Linked DNA regions of Mus musculus: all the other regions are linked to region 1. Evidence: chromatin contacts called from public HiChIP or PLAC-seq and promoter capture Hi-C data. All regions are on one chromosome and are shown on one strand. Each heading gives the region's core, a stretch centred on a gene start, on an enhancer-like site or on the middle of the called end of the contact. The rest is flanking DNA. Distances are from core to core; before and after follow the strand shown.

Region 1 (4,076 bases), core at 1,179-3,678:
ATTTTCTATTTTGTGGCTGCTCCCCCAGCTTCTGCTTGTAGGAACTTTACACGTTCCAAATTAGACTTGTAAATATGGTTTAGTGTTTGACACAACTCTTGATTAATTCCAAACTTGCTTCTCATGGTAAGTTCCCCGACTGAGACTGAGCTTGCATTTACTCCTTGTTTATTGTGTTGTTCATGTAAAGTTTGAGTTGTCTATATAAAACTTTCTCATTGGAGCAACTGTGTAGTGTGTGTGTGGGGGGGGCGGGGGTTGCCGTTGACCCATTTCCTCTCACATGAACGCCGAGGACACAGGAAATAAAGACAAAGATACGCCAAGGCAGGGGAGCCAGCAACCTTTGCCAGCCTGGTGACCATAACAAGTTCCCGGATAGCCAGGGCTACACAGAGAGACTCAGTCTCAAAAAAGGAAGAGATTGGGGTCTGGAGAGATGGCTCAGCAGCACTGGCTGCTCTTCCAGAGGTCCTGAGTTCAATTCACAGCAACCACATGGTCGCTTACAACCATTTGTAATGGGGGTCTGATGCCCTCTTCTGGCAGGCAGGTGTAAATGCAGATAGAATATTCATATACATAAAATAAATAAAAATAAATGTAAAAAAAGAAAAGATTTTCTGATTTTCTTATTTGTTTTATTTATGTGTATGTCCTTTGCTTGTGTGGGTTTATGTATACCATGTATGAGCAAGAGCCCACGGTCACCAGAAGAGGATATTGGATCCTTTGCAACTGACGTTACCAGCAGTTGTAAGGTGCCATGTGGATGCTGGGTGGACCCAGGTTTTCTGCAAGAGCAATAAATGCTCTTAACTGCTGACCCATCTCTCCAGTCCCAGGTCTCTAGTTTTTAACACGTTTCTGACAGTTTACACTGAAACATTCTGTGCTAAGATTCTGGGGCTGTGGCTCCTCGGTGACAGTGACGATAAGATATGATAGGAACCATGCCTAAAACTTTTTAGAGAACACTTGCTCATTTCCAAATCAAAGTATTTGCCATATTGAGGAGGATAGGAGCCAGGTAGGTCATACCGTATACTTGCTTAATGGCAGAAATGCTTGATCATTTCCAGATATACTTTTCTCAGCTCTTTTGTCGTTAACTACCAGTGTCAGCTCTATTCCTGCTACTATTGGTGAGTTGGATATATTTGATATAAAAGGTGGCCCTTGGTGGCACCTTGGGAAGCCTGAACACTGATAGAATCCAGTGCTGCCCCAGGCTCTCTAGCTGCCCCCCCCCTCTCTCTGGAAGCCAGATGACAGACCTCTCTATTCCTCTGGGGCCAACTAATGGCTTCGGCTACATGGGGAGGAGTAAAAGAAAAAAGCTAAGATTTTTCTTCATCCCATATCATAAAAGAAAACCATTCCTCCTCCGGAACGAGAAGGAAGAAAACAAGTAAGGTTCAGAGGAACTCTACCAAAGAGCAGCTGGTCCTAGGGACCGTAAGACAGTCTTTTATAGCCAAAAGTAGTGGTTCTATAATTAAGGCAAAAATCTTAGCTTTTTCTTTTCTCTACCTCCTATTTTCTACCTCAGAAATAGACATTTGGGGGCTGGAGAGATGGCTCAACAGTTATGAGCACTGGCTGCTCTTGCAGAGGACCTGCGCTCAGTTCTCAGTGCCCACACCAGACAGCGTACCATTGCTTGTAACTCCAACCCTAGGGGATCCAACACCCACTTACAGCTTCTGGGGGCACCATCCCCCCCTACAGACAGATAAAAAAAATACATGTTGAAAACAACAACAACAACAAGCAGAACACAGACGTTGTGGTCTGAGAAGGCAGAAGACTGATTCTGAGAAAACCTGCTGGAGGTGTGAGAGGAAGGGCTCAGAGCTCCAGCCATCTTGATTAAGAATTCAGCAAAGCTGTGCTGGACGTGGTGGCGCATGCCTTTAATCCCAGCACTTGGGAGGCAGAGGCAGGTGGATTTCTGAGTTCAAGGCCAGCCTGGTCTACAAAGTGAGCTCCAAGACAGCCAGAGCTACACAGGAAAAAACCCTGTCTCGAAAAACCAAAAAAAAAAAAAAAAATCAGCAAGTTTTAGCTATGGTCACTTACCTAAGTATTTTATTAATTTTATTTATTTATTATTTTAATAAGTGAAACCCCATTAACCTACACCGAATCTGACATCAGCTCCTGAAGCCAACTCTGTACTCATATAGAATTGTCTTAAGCTCCTGAAGGGGCACTAAATTTGAAACCAGGCATCTGGGGTGCTATCTTTGTCCTGTGGCTTACTGTGTGGTCATAAATAAGTCAAATGACCTCTTTGTGTTCCAGTTCCCTTTCAGTAATTAGACTAACCATAGGAAAGATAAGATTGGCCTAAAACACTCATCTGGTTCCTTTCACCCCGAAGCTCTAGGGAGAACTTCCTTAAATCGGTGAAGTGCGAGTGTTGGGGAGAGCCTCGTCACCCAGCTTCCTTCCGTGTCCTTACTGAAGGACACGGTAGAGCAACCGCAGTGATAGCGCTCAGCCTCAGTCACGGGAGGTAATTACCAGCCAGGGATAAGGCATTAATGACCTGGTAGATGCAGGGAAGGTTGGGTGGGAGCCAGGGAAGTAAGTGACTGGCACTGTTTTTTTTTTTTTTTCTGGCGTATGTACTCATCACCCAGGGCTTGGCAAGGTCAGTGCTGGAATGGCACAGGCTTGCATCCAGTACCTGCTCCAGAAATAGGCTCCGGACGTTCACACAGCATAAACAAGTATCCCACCAACTGTTGCCAAGGTGTGTCCCTTTCAGGCAGGCCTGCCTAACCAGATGATTGCTGGAAGAGGAAAGATGCCCTGAGCCACATCTTCCATCCTGCCTCCCCAAGCCACATAAAACTGCTCACATTTTCTTCAGACGACCTCACGCAGCATCGGCTCTATTTCAGTTACAGGAGTCGAGACAGGACGCTGTCATTGTAGTCATAGTTTGTGGGAGCACTGTTTACTCGAGCCTAGCAGTAGACTATTTAAGGCAGAGATCCATTCAGCCAACCATCGTGTGCTGAGCCTCTGTCCTGCTCCAGGCACTGGGTGTGGTGGTAAATAAAGTAGAACCCCAACAGAAGGAAATGTAAGTACAGGGCACTTCTGAGCACCTGCAGAGGAGAGATGAGAGCCCTAGGCCAGCTGGTGGCAGGTGTTGGAGAAAGGCCACTTAAGGAAGCCACTGCAGAAGAACCAGTCGGAGCAGGAAGAAATAGAGTGTTAAGAGTATGGGGGTGGGGTGGGGGCTGGCGAGACGGCTCAGCGGGTAAGAACACTGACTGCTCTTCCGAAGGTCTTGAGTTCAAATTTCAGCAACCACATAGTGGCTCACAACCACTGGTAATGAGATTTGACGCCCTCTTCTGGTGCCTCTGAAGACAGCTGCAGTGTACTTAGACATAATAATAAATGAACCTTTGGACCGGACTGAGTGTGGTTTGACTTGAGCGAGCGGGGCCAACCTGAGCAAGTAGAGGTCCTAAATTCAATTCCCAACAACCACATGAAGGCTCACAACCATCTATCTATACAGCTACAGTGCACTCATATATATTAAATAAAAAAAAATAAATAAATATTTTTTAAAAGAGAGAGAGTATAGGGGAGCCTAAGTGTGTACAAAGAGCTTAGGCGAAAGGGTGTTTGAAGGATCCTGAGAACGTTGTTCAGTGGAGCATAGAGAGCAAAGAAGGCGCCAAAACAAGAGATGCTAATACAGCAAGGCCGTGTGGAGGGCTTCAGGGAAGAGGAGCTAATGGCCGGTTAAAGAAGGGCAGTGACAACATCAGGTTTGCATCTAGAAAGTTGGCTATGATACCCTGGACATGACCTGGTTACATTGATGGAAGATGTACAAATTATCCCCGTTCAGACGTGATAAATATATCTCTATAAGGACAGGGCTTGTGGTTTTGTTTTGTTTGTTTTTTCTAACTTGATTTATTTTAAGTTATTTTCTTCCTGTTCCACGACAACTGGAATTATATGCGGCAAATTGTATTTTCCAATGATGGCTGGTTCAGTATATCACATCTCATGTGTTCACACTACAGGGTGATTATACA
Region 2 (4,137 bases), core at 965-3,464, 290 kb after region 1:
GCCCTTCCACTCTCCACCCTGGGGGGTTAGATTGGCCTCCCGCCAAGGGGAAGCCTTCCAATCCACAAGGCCCAAGAGTCAGTCCAAGGCTAACTTCCCAAATGTATTCCTGAGACTTCTTCTCTTCCTTCAGCCACGACCACTCTACTATTATTGACATTACGGTTTTTTTTTTCTTCCTTTGTCAACTTAATATTTTTAAAACTTGAACTCCAGCGTTCTAACAATCTTCCAGCTTGTCCCCCAAAGAGCTGTGACTACAGACGTGTTTTGCCATGCTGGGCAATGTATATATATTTTTAAAAGAGGAAACCCCTCTTCAGTAAAGGTCTTTCAAATAGCTTGCTGCTCTTTTGGCTGGCATCCAGATTTAGCAGGTGAGCGCCACTGATGTTACTACAGTCAGGAATCCCAGAGCCTGTCCAGGGGATGCCATCAATGGGTATGGATATAAAGTTTCTCTTCTGTGGGCTTAGGGCCAGAGATGGAAGGTGCAAAGAACCCAGAATTCTTTGAAGGAGGAACAGAGACACCCCTCCTCCCTTCTAGGCTTTCTTCCAGGCCTATGGCTGCAGGCAAGACAGGAAGGAGGAACTTGGAAATGGGGACTAGCTCCGTGCAGGTGACAGGTGTAGGCTTTGGGAAGGGGCAGGGATTTCCCTTGCAAAATTCATTCAAACAGACAGGAAACCTGATCCCACAGAGACAGCCAGATGTGCAGGGGCTCCCAGGAGTCTCCCAGGGAGATCCAAGGCTGAAGGCAGGGCTTGAGGAGAGACACTGAGGGAGGGGTTGGAACACCTGTCACCTGCAGGAGTTTGGGAGCCGGTTTCCAGGCCGTTCATTCAGATCTGGTCTTAGAATTGCTTTTCTGGGGACAATTAATTTCTAAGCTAGCTTTCTTTGAGAAGTTCACTACTTTTATTGGGGGTGGGGTGGGAGGTGGGCAGGCTCTCTTGTAGCCTAGTCTTGAACTCCTGACCCCATCCCTCTAGTGCCAGAGACCCACAGTTTACCTTTTGATTCTCACTAACCCTAACTAACCTGTTCATCTAAACCTGTTCTCTCTTGCCCGCCCCTACTCTCATGCACTGGCTCCTAGCCAGTAGTTCCAGGGCCTGGAGAGGGTAGTTCACAGTTGTCAGGGGTGGCACACAGACCCCTGATGGGACCTGTTGCAGAAGGCCAGGGCCTCAGAGGGGAAGGAAATCATGGGTTAAGCTTCTAGCCTCCCCAACGGTGCTAAGCCATTTGATAAGAGTGCATTATTAGGTAAGAGGAAGTGACTGGGGCCTGAGCTGGGCTGGAACTGAGCCTCTGGGATAGATATGGACGATGTAAGGATCACAACACCTAGAACCGAACTGGGTTAGAGTGGGCTAAACCCTGAACAGGGGGCTAGAGCAGGCTCTGGTCTGCCTCTCAGAACCTCTCTCCTCCAGGATCTGTGTGTGAGGCAACACAGTGCATGAAGGAACACTCCAGTGCTGGCGGCAGCAAAGGGCCTCTTAGGCTGTGAGGCAGCTGCTGGGCAGTGGAGTTTTTAGGTATTCATTGAAAGGTTCAAAGATGCAGAGAAGTGTCATGGGTGAGAGGCATACTGCCTCACCTGGCTCTCATTTTCATGGGGAGGAAGCACTGAGAAAGAGGAGCTGGGTGTCCGAGAGACTTTGCTTATTCAAAACACTCAGTGCCAGCTGGGACCCGGCCCATCCCTGACTCCCACTTCCAGATCCCGCCCTCTGAGGACAGAACCCCTGCTCTGTGGAGGACCCTTTTCCTAAAGAACTGTTTGTGTTCTTGCCTCAGCCCAAGGCTCAGGAATGGTATCTCCCACCCCCCTCCATGATATATCACTTTCTTCCATTGGCGGGGGGGGGGGGTGTGTAAATCTGAGTAAAGCCTGTCTTTGTAACGGGGTCCTGGCCCCAACATTTCTAGATCTCATAGCCCGCCCCTCAGTTCACAGCAGCCCAGAGAAGGAAGCCCAGAGCAGGAAGTGCTGAGGCAGGGGGTGGGGGAGGAACTCCCAGGAGGGGAGCTCAGCCCCCTTGGGCAAAACAGCTACTGCAGCCCCCGGCTTCAGGAGGAGGAGGAGGAGGAGGCTGATTTACAAGGCAGATCAACTGGGCCCTGGCCTGAAGCTCTGAGTCCTGCATCCAGCTACTGCCACCCCGCAGGCTATAAGAGCACCCGACTTCCGGACCAGTACTGGGCGGGTGCCATGTGAGCCTAGCCTAAGCTTCCTCTCCTGTTCACCCTTCTTCCTTCTCTTCTCCTGTCCCCTGGAGAGGTTTGCCCAACCTCTCCAAAGAGGGACACTTGACATCATGTCTTTGCTCAACCCTGTTCTATTGCCCCCTAACGTGAAGGCATATCTGAGCCAAGGGGAGCGCTTCATCAAGTGGGACGATGTGAGTAGGGTTCGCCTCCCCCCCCTCAAATCCCCAGCCCCCGGGACGGTGGGGGCTGGGCTGCTTGGGAGCTTTGCAGAACGGAGGGTTGGTTTATGTCTTCCCAGCACCCAGGCGCCTATGTGTCTGTCACAACAGTCTATCTAGATAAACAAGTCTGGGGTGAGGGTGGGTGCTCCTGGCTGCTGTAGGGAAGGAAGCCTCTGTGTTTGGGAATAAGAGAGGGGGCTATGTGTGTTTGTGTGTGTGTGTGGGGGGGAGTCAGAGTCAGAAATCTTTGGACCTGATTTGCCCTTTTCAAATCCCCGAAGATGATAAAGGTTTGTTTCTAGTAACTTCAGTGTTGGTAGGGGGAATGCATGTCCCTCTCCTCCCACCTCAGCTGAGATCAGGAAGAGAGGTCAGTCAGGTCCTCTTCCCAGCACGGACACCCCAAATTTGCTCTGGCAGGAGGCCCATAACCAGCTGCACCATCCCAGTGTGCAGAACAAACTGTGTCCTGTCCCAGGGAAGCCATATTCTATCTCAAGCTACTACTGTGGCAAGAGTTACAAAAGGGCCGTGGATCCAGTTGAAAACGGGAGGCTCAAAGACTGGGGTCTGAGAAGGAACTTACTGACTTCTGCTTCCCCCATGGTGGCTCAGCTCAGCTCAGCCTTCTATTACCTGCCAACCTGTCATCCGGCCGGGGAGGGAAGACCATCTGCACCCCAGCCCAGAGTCTGCGCCTTCCTAACTCGTCTCTGGTCCTTCTGGGCTGAAGACACAGCCACTAACCATAGAATCTTTTGGTCTAAGAAGAATAAAATGAGAACTGTCACTCAGAGAGGGATAGGCCTCCTTAAGAGTGCTCTAGCCTGGCCTCAGGAAGGCCTGATGTTCTCAACAGCGCATGACATTTAGGAGGTCACCTACAATTACTTCAGCTCCCTGGATTGGCTAGTCTAGTTTCTCTATGAACTGAGGGGAGTCTGAAGCTAGACCCTTCAGGGCTTTGTTACGTTAAGGCATCTGGCTGTCAAAACTGTGGGGATGGGGCCCTGGCATGAAATGCTTTCTGTTTCTCTAGAAGTTGGTCTCTAGAAGTTTTGGTTGGTGTGGCATGGTGGTGGCATGCTGGTGACATGGTGGTGATGTGGCGTGTCTCAGAGTCTATGGAAGGAGGAAAATGACTCACAATGAAAAGTGAAGTGACTCTCTCAGTTCCTCTGGGAAGCCTGTATAACCTGAGGGGGGCTGTAGGTCATCAGGGATAAGGCATGTGATTCTTTCTCCAACCTGTGTGTCTGGTTGACCAATTCCCTTCCCCAACCCAGAGTGCTGTGTGGTCCCTGAACTCTGACTTGCATGAGCAAGAATGTCCCAAGCCCAGGCATGGGACACATGACCTATGAACCAGGTTTTGCTCTTGGATAGCTTTGGCACAGTTAGTAGATATATGGCTCTATATTGATAACTGTAGTAGAAAGGATAGAACCAAACCTGACTCTGTCTAGTCTCCCACAGCCCCTTCAGAACGTACTTAGAGGGGAAACCTTTCCTGGCTATAGAAAGAAACTCAGCAAGCTCTCAGACATGACCTTCACCCTTAGGCAATAGTCCAGGGGTCCCCACAACGCCCAGTCCTTTTCTAGGAACACATTAGAAGTGAAGCTCTAACCGTGCTTTGGCTTGCATTTTGCCCTTCTCCTTCCAGGATGAGGTGGGGGCAACTGCAGGCTTC
Region 3 (4,440 bases), core at 165-2,664, 280 kb before region 1:
TCTTCCATCAAAGGCTGCCCCCTCCATCAGTCAGTTTTCCCATTTGAAATCTGGGCAGGAAAATGTTGACCCTTTCCTGGCGGCTCACACCTCCTCCTCTCCACGCGCAGGTGTAGGAGGAAGCAGAGGGCAGGAGATGCCCACCATGCTCCAGAGCTACTCACTGGCATCCTCCTATCCCACAGCCCCTCTAGGGCCTGCTTCCGAAGGCTGTTTATCCTCAACCTGCTGTGGGGACAGTCTTGCTCCCAATGAGAAAAGCTGCCAGCAGGGTCTTTTGTGGTTCTGCTCCCGTGTGGTACTGCCTAGGGGCCCCACCATGGGGGCAACAGATGGACCTATGGTCTCTACAGAACAATGGTGGGGGAGGGGCCTTGGCATCGCCTGCCCCAAACAGGAAGCTTTGACTGAGCTTCAAAGGACTGGCAGGGCCAAGGGGCTGAGTTGGTGGAGCCCTGTGCCAGGATTGGAGGCTGTACAATTGCTTGCTGCCCTCCAGCCTTGAGGTAACCAGCCCAGCAGCATGGGTAAGATACAGTGGCCAAGGCAGCCAGGGTTTGGGCAAAGGGTGGCTTGCACTGGCAGGACACCAGTCTCTGGCCTGACAACAGGTTGGAGGGCAGGGGCTTGGAGGCTGGGCTTTGCCCTAGTTCAGGTGCCCCTTGCCAATCGAGATTTCAGGTTCTATACACAGCCACAGTGTTCCCCCCTCCAACAAACAACCATGAGGGGAGGGCTGGCACCGGGCCTGCTGCCCACTCCCTCCCTGCCTCCTGCTCCCAGCTGCTCTGCTCAGAGCCTTTTCCTCTCCACTTCCTGTTCACACAGGGGGGGGCGGGAAGTGGAGGGAGGAAGCTAGGGGGTGGTGTGGAGAGGGGGGCCATTGAATAAAAGGAATTAACCGTTTCCCTCCTCTGACCTCTGGGAATTTCCGCCTGTGAAAGTGTCTCGAAGAATCAGTAGTGCTGGAGGAGAGGAGAGGTGTGCCCCCTCTTGCCCCCTCCCCCCACCCAGTGGTGGTGGGGCCAGATAAGTCCCTCTGGGCCCCTAATCTTTTGTTTCCCTGGCGCCAGAGGATGGGGGAGCAGCGCCAAGGGCAGCCAGGAGCTTGGTGGCTTCTGAGCCCCCTCCCAACCAACAGAGTTGGTGCCAGGCTCTGGCCTGAGACCTGAGCCTTAGAGAGGAGGGGCAGGAACCAGAGAATTGGTATCCACGGAGAAATAAGCTCACACCCAGGCTGAGCCCTGCTCCTTTAGTGTCTGGGCTGGTGCCCTTGGCCAGTACACTTTGGGGACAGTAGGGAGGGCAGCTCGGGTGGGAGGGTGGGGGTGGCTTTAGGGCTCTGGCTGGGCACACCCTCCGTTGGCCACACCCCTTAGAAGCGCTGCTTGAGAGCAGTTCTGTGTGGACGCCAGTCCACAGCGCCCCCTAGTGCCTAAGGACAACTGACAACTGGTGAGGCGGCCCCTAGGGCCCTGTCAAGGGCGGGCCTCAGGAAGCACCTGCTCCCCAGGACCAGCGGCCGCCCTCGATCTCCCCCAGGTGGCTTCCTTGTTTACAGGCCTCCTGCCCTGGTCTCAGCGTCACTGCCTGTGGCCACTCCTCCTATTTCCAGTGACCTCCTATTTCCAGGCTCCAGAGGCAGCTCATTCATCTTGGCCCCTGCCTACACAACTGTTCCCTCCCCCTCCTTCTTTGGCCCCTCCCCAGGCTTAGGGCCAGAGCCCCAAGGGCCTTCTCTCTGCTCTCTATTCCAAGTTTTGCTTGGTTTCCAGGGATCTAAGAGCTGTGGCTTCCCGTTGCCCTGACTCACCGGAACCCCATTCTATCAGTGCCAGGGAAGGCTGGGGCCTTTTCCCAGGAAAGAGGAAGCAGCCTAAGACCAGATGGGCTGTTTAGTATAAGACAGAAGGGGCAGGGGCGTCCCAGGCCGCTTGAGCAAAACCCTCCGGGAGAAGGGAGCAATAGGGCAGTGTTTGTTTAACTAACATGTATTAGGCCCCATTATGTACGAAGACAGCAGTTCCAAGCTGTTTTATCTAAACCACAAGCAAGCAATCAGTTTGGTGGGAGACCAAGGCTTTCTACTTAAAACCACGTTGACCACGGTGCTCCTATTATCTATAAGTGTGAAGGGGTCTGGAGCCACATGGAGAAGAAATTTCTCCCAAATCTTCCTTGAGAGAATAGGATTAGGATACCTACTAGACAGAGGGTGCCTCCCCGCACCTGCTATCCTTGCATCTAGAAGACAGGATCTTTGTGAGTCATTGTGTAGGTAGCTTAGCCCTCTGGGCTGGCAGAGACCATGGGAGACCTTACTGCTCTAGGGGGCCAGATACAGTTAGAACCAGAGACAATTCTGACACAGGATTACATTGGAGGAGAAAAGGGTCATTTTATAAGCTAGGTCAGCTGGCCGCCTGCTTAGGGACAGGAACACTCACTCACGTTCTTACATCCTGGGCCAGCTGATTAATTCATATCAATCCAGTCAGACAATGCACTGTGAACACCTGTCCAGAGGGCAAAGGCTGTCCCTGAAAGACCTGACTCCAGGATGTCCCAGGATGTAGCTTCTGGTCCCAACTAAAACTAAGAAAGTGTTGTCTCGGGGTGAGGACAGGCAAAGTCACAGGAGCAAGGTAAGGAGAAAACAGGTCAAGTGCCACAGAGCTCCACAGTGCCTACAGCAAAGCCAGGCCCAGCCTGGCAGGGGATCCAGTCTTTCGGAAGGGCAAGCAAAATCCAGAATGTGTGAGAGCCACTGGAGAGAATGAGGGACTTACAGCTATAAATGAGAGTCAGGCCACACCTCCTCAAGGCCCAGGGAAGACTACAGAAGTGGCAGGAAGAGCAGAAGGAAAGGTGGTGGTTGGCAGCCTACATTCCAGGCACTGGAACTCAGCATGTATGCTCCCCTCACACAATACAGATGTAATAGAGGAAGTGAGGAAGACTAGCGAGGAAGAGGAGGAGGAGGAAGAGGCAGAGGGGGAGGAGAACTAGTGGGAGACATGGAAAGTAGGTGAGTGTGACTCAAGGCACCCCTGTTATATGTAACATACGCTCATAAAAAACACTTGGAGAAAGAATTAAGGGCCTAGAACCTGACCAGGCATCAGGCACTTCTAGAAAATTCTTGCAACCACTAGGAAGGAAATGGCCGAAGAAGCATTAGTAAGACCTAGTTAGTGTTGGAGAATTTGTGCCCCAAGGTGCCAAAACTGGATGAATTCCGTGAGCAGCAGCGCCACCTGCCAGCCAGAGGTGAGATTAGCTCCAGGATTTAGGAAGAGGGACTGTAATCTCTAAACATTTATAGTCAGAGAAGGAAACAAGCAAAACCTGCCTCACCCCCAGTGAAGGACCTACGCCAAGGCTCAAAGGCTTGCAGGACTCTGGACTTCTTCTTTTTATTTTTATTTTTTTAATTTAATTTAATTTTTTCTAGCCTTTGCTGGCCTAGAACTTATTATGTCGACTAGGCTGGCCGTGACCTGACCTGTTCTATTCCACACTTGGTGCAGGCAGCCTTCTTGTGGCATTCCATCCTTTCTTGGGATCATATCCTGTTAGCTTCAGCATCAACACAAAGCCATCAAGTCCAGGGCCACCATTGTAGCGTGATTTAATACTCTCCCTATTTCCCCTTGTCCCAGGTGTGCCCTCAGCCTCAGGGCACCCGACACTGGAGCCCCAGGTCACATTAGCATCTCCACATGCCCACTCTCCCCACAAGTGCCTAGGGTCTGCCTGCTTGCTCCTGGGTCACCTAGTTGAGGCAGAAGAGGGCGAGCTGGAGGTCCAGAGGCTGTGGAAGGACGGAGGAAGGAAGGACAGCGGGCCACTCAGTCCAGGTGAACATGCTGACGAGAACAGAGGAACTGTTAGATGTAGTGGTTAAAAGGATCACGGCTGATCTCACCAGCTCGGGCTGCCTGGGACGGGCAGCTCTAAGACAGGTCTGAAGCACAGCTCGGCGTTCGCACCTGAAAACCTCCCGGCTGAAGCTTGGCTGCAACCCCCTCACAATCGCAGACCCGGCAAGCTCAAGGACCGAACACCAACCAGGGCCTGGCTTTCGCAGGAGGGTCTGGCAGCTGGATCCATGTCTGTCCACCCACGCGGGGGAACTTCCTATAGCCAGCTGAGGTGCTCCTCCTCATAGCGCTGCGGATCAATGAAGGGCCGGTCGATAGACCGAATCATCAGCTCCCCACAGTACACACACTCAGCAGCCACCAGCTCATCCAGGTCAGCCTTGAGCTGCTCCCGACTGGGCCCCACCGCTGCAGCCCCAGCTTCTGCCTCCTTGGCCTTCACGGAGCCTTTGGTCGGAGGAGGCGCCGCCCCAAGCTTGCGCTGCAGTTCCTCAAGTCTGGCCTGCTTGTAGGCAGGGAGGCCGGGCCGCACAGCCTGTAGGAGACAGTCAGCGTG

Evidence for each region. Promoter capture Hi-C pulls out the DNA fragments that hold promoters and counts their contacts. HiChIP or PLAC-seq counts read pairs in DNA pulled down with a chosen protein or histone mark.
Region 2: a contact with region 1 is called in a promoter capture Hi-C map of the C10 cell line, with 4 times the contacts expected there. The contact joins the promoter of Plcb2 here to the enhancer-like site in region 1. A contact is called at or near these places in 6 of 39 promoter capture datasets (the 3T3-L1 cell line, the C10 cell line, the HPC-7 cell line and 2 more) and 2 of 115 datasets of contacts at active chromatin or transcription factors (bone marrow-derived macrophages and memory CD8 T cells).
Region 3: an H3K4me3 HiChIP or PLAC-seq map of bone marrow-derived macrophages shows a contact between it and region 1, with 3 times the contacts expected there. The contact joins two enhancer-like sites. A contact is called at or near these places in 2 of 484 Hi-C or Micro-C datasets (both in embryonic stem cells) and 1 of 115 datasets of contacts at active chromatin or transcription factors (bone marrow-derived macrophages).

Annotation. Positions count from the first base shown.
Region 1 is chr2:119,014,308-119,018,383 of GRCm38.p6, reverse strand. Ccdc32 (coiled-coil domain containing 32) reads left to right here. Exons shown (of 4, transcript NM_199310.2): 4 at 1-605. Among named protein-coding and RNA genes, the nearest start is that of Ccdc32, 13 kb to the left of the region's middle. Within about 2 kb of position 2,428, at least 92 of the 459 cell types and tissues checked have an H3K27ac peak or open chromatin away from gene starts, as enhancers often do. A contact at or near this core is called in the HPC-7 cell line, bone marrow-derived macrophages and memory CD8 T cells, where this site is marked.
Region 2 is chr2:118,726,515-118,730,651 of GRCm38.p6, reverse strand. Plcb2 (phospholipase C, beta 2) reads left to right here and starts at 2,214. Exons shown (of 32, transcript NM_177568.2): 1 at 2,214-2,414. The coding sequence starts at 2,331.
Region 3 is chr2:119,297,320-119,301,759 of GRCm38.p6, reverse strand. It overlaps Vps18 (VPS18 CORVET/HOPS core subunit), which reads right to left. Exons shown (of 5, transcript NM_172269.3): 5 at 3,307-4,440. The coding sequence ends at 4,141. Among named protein-coding and RNA genes, the nearest start is that of Vps18, 11 kb to the right of the region's middle. Within about 2 kb of position 1,414, at least 144 of the 459 cell types and tissues checked have an H3K27ac peak or open chromatin away from gene starts, as enhancers often do. A contact at or near this core is called in bone marrow-derived macrophages, where this site is marked.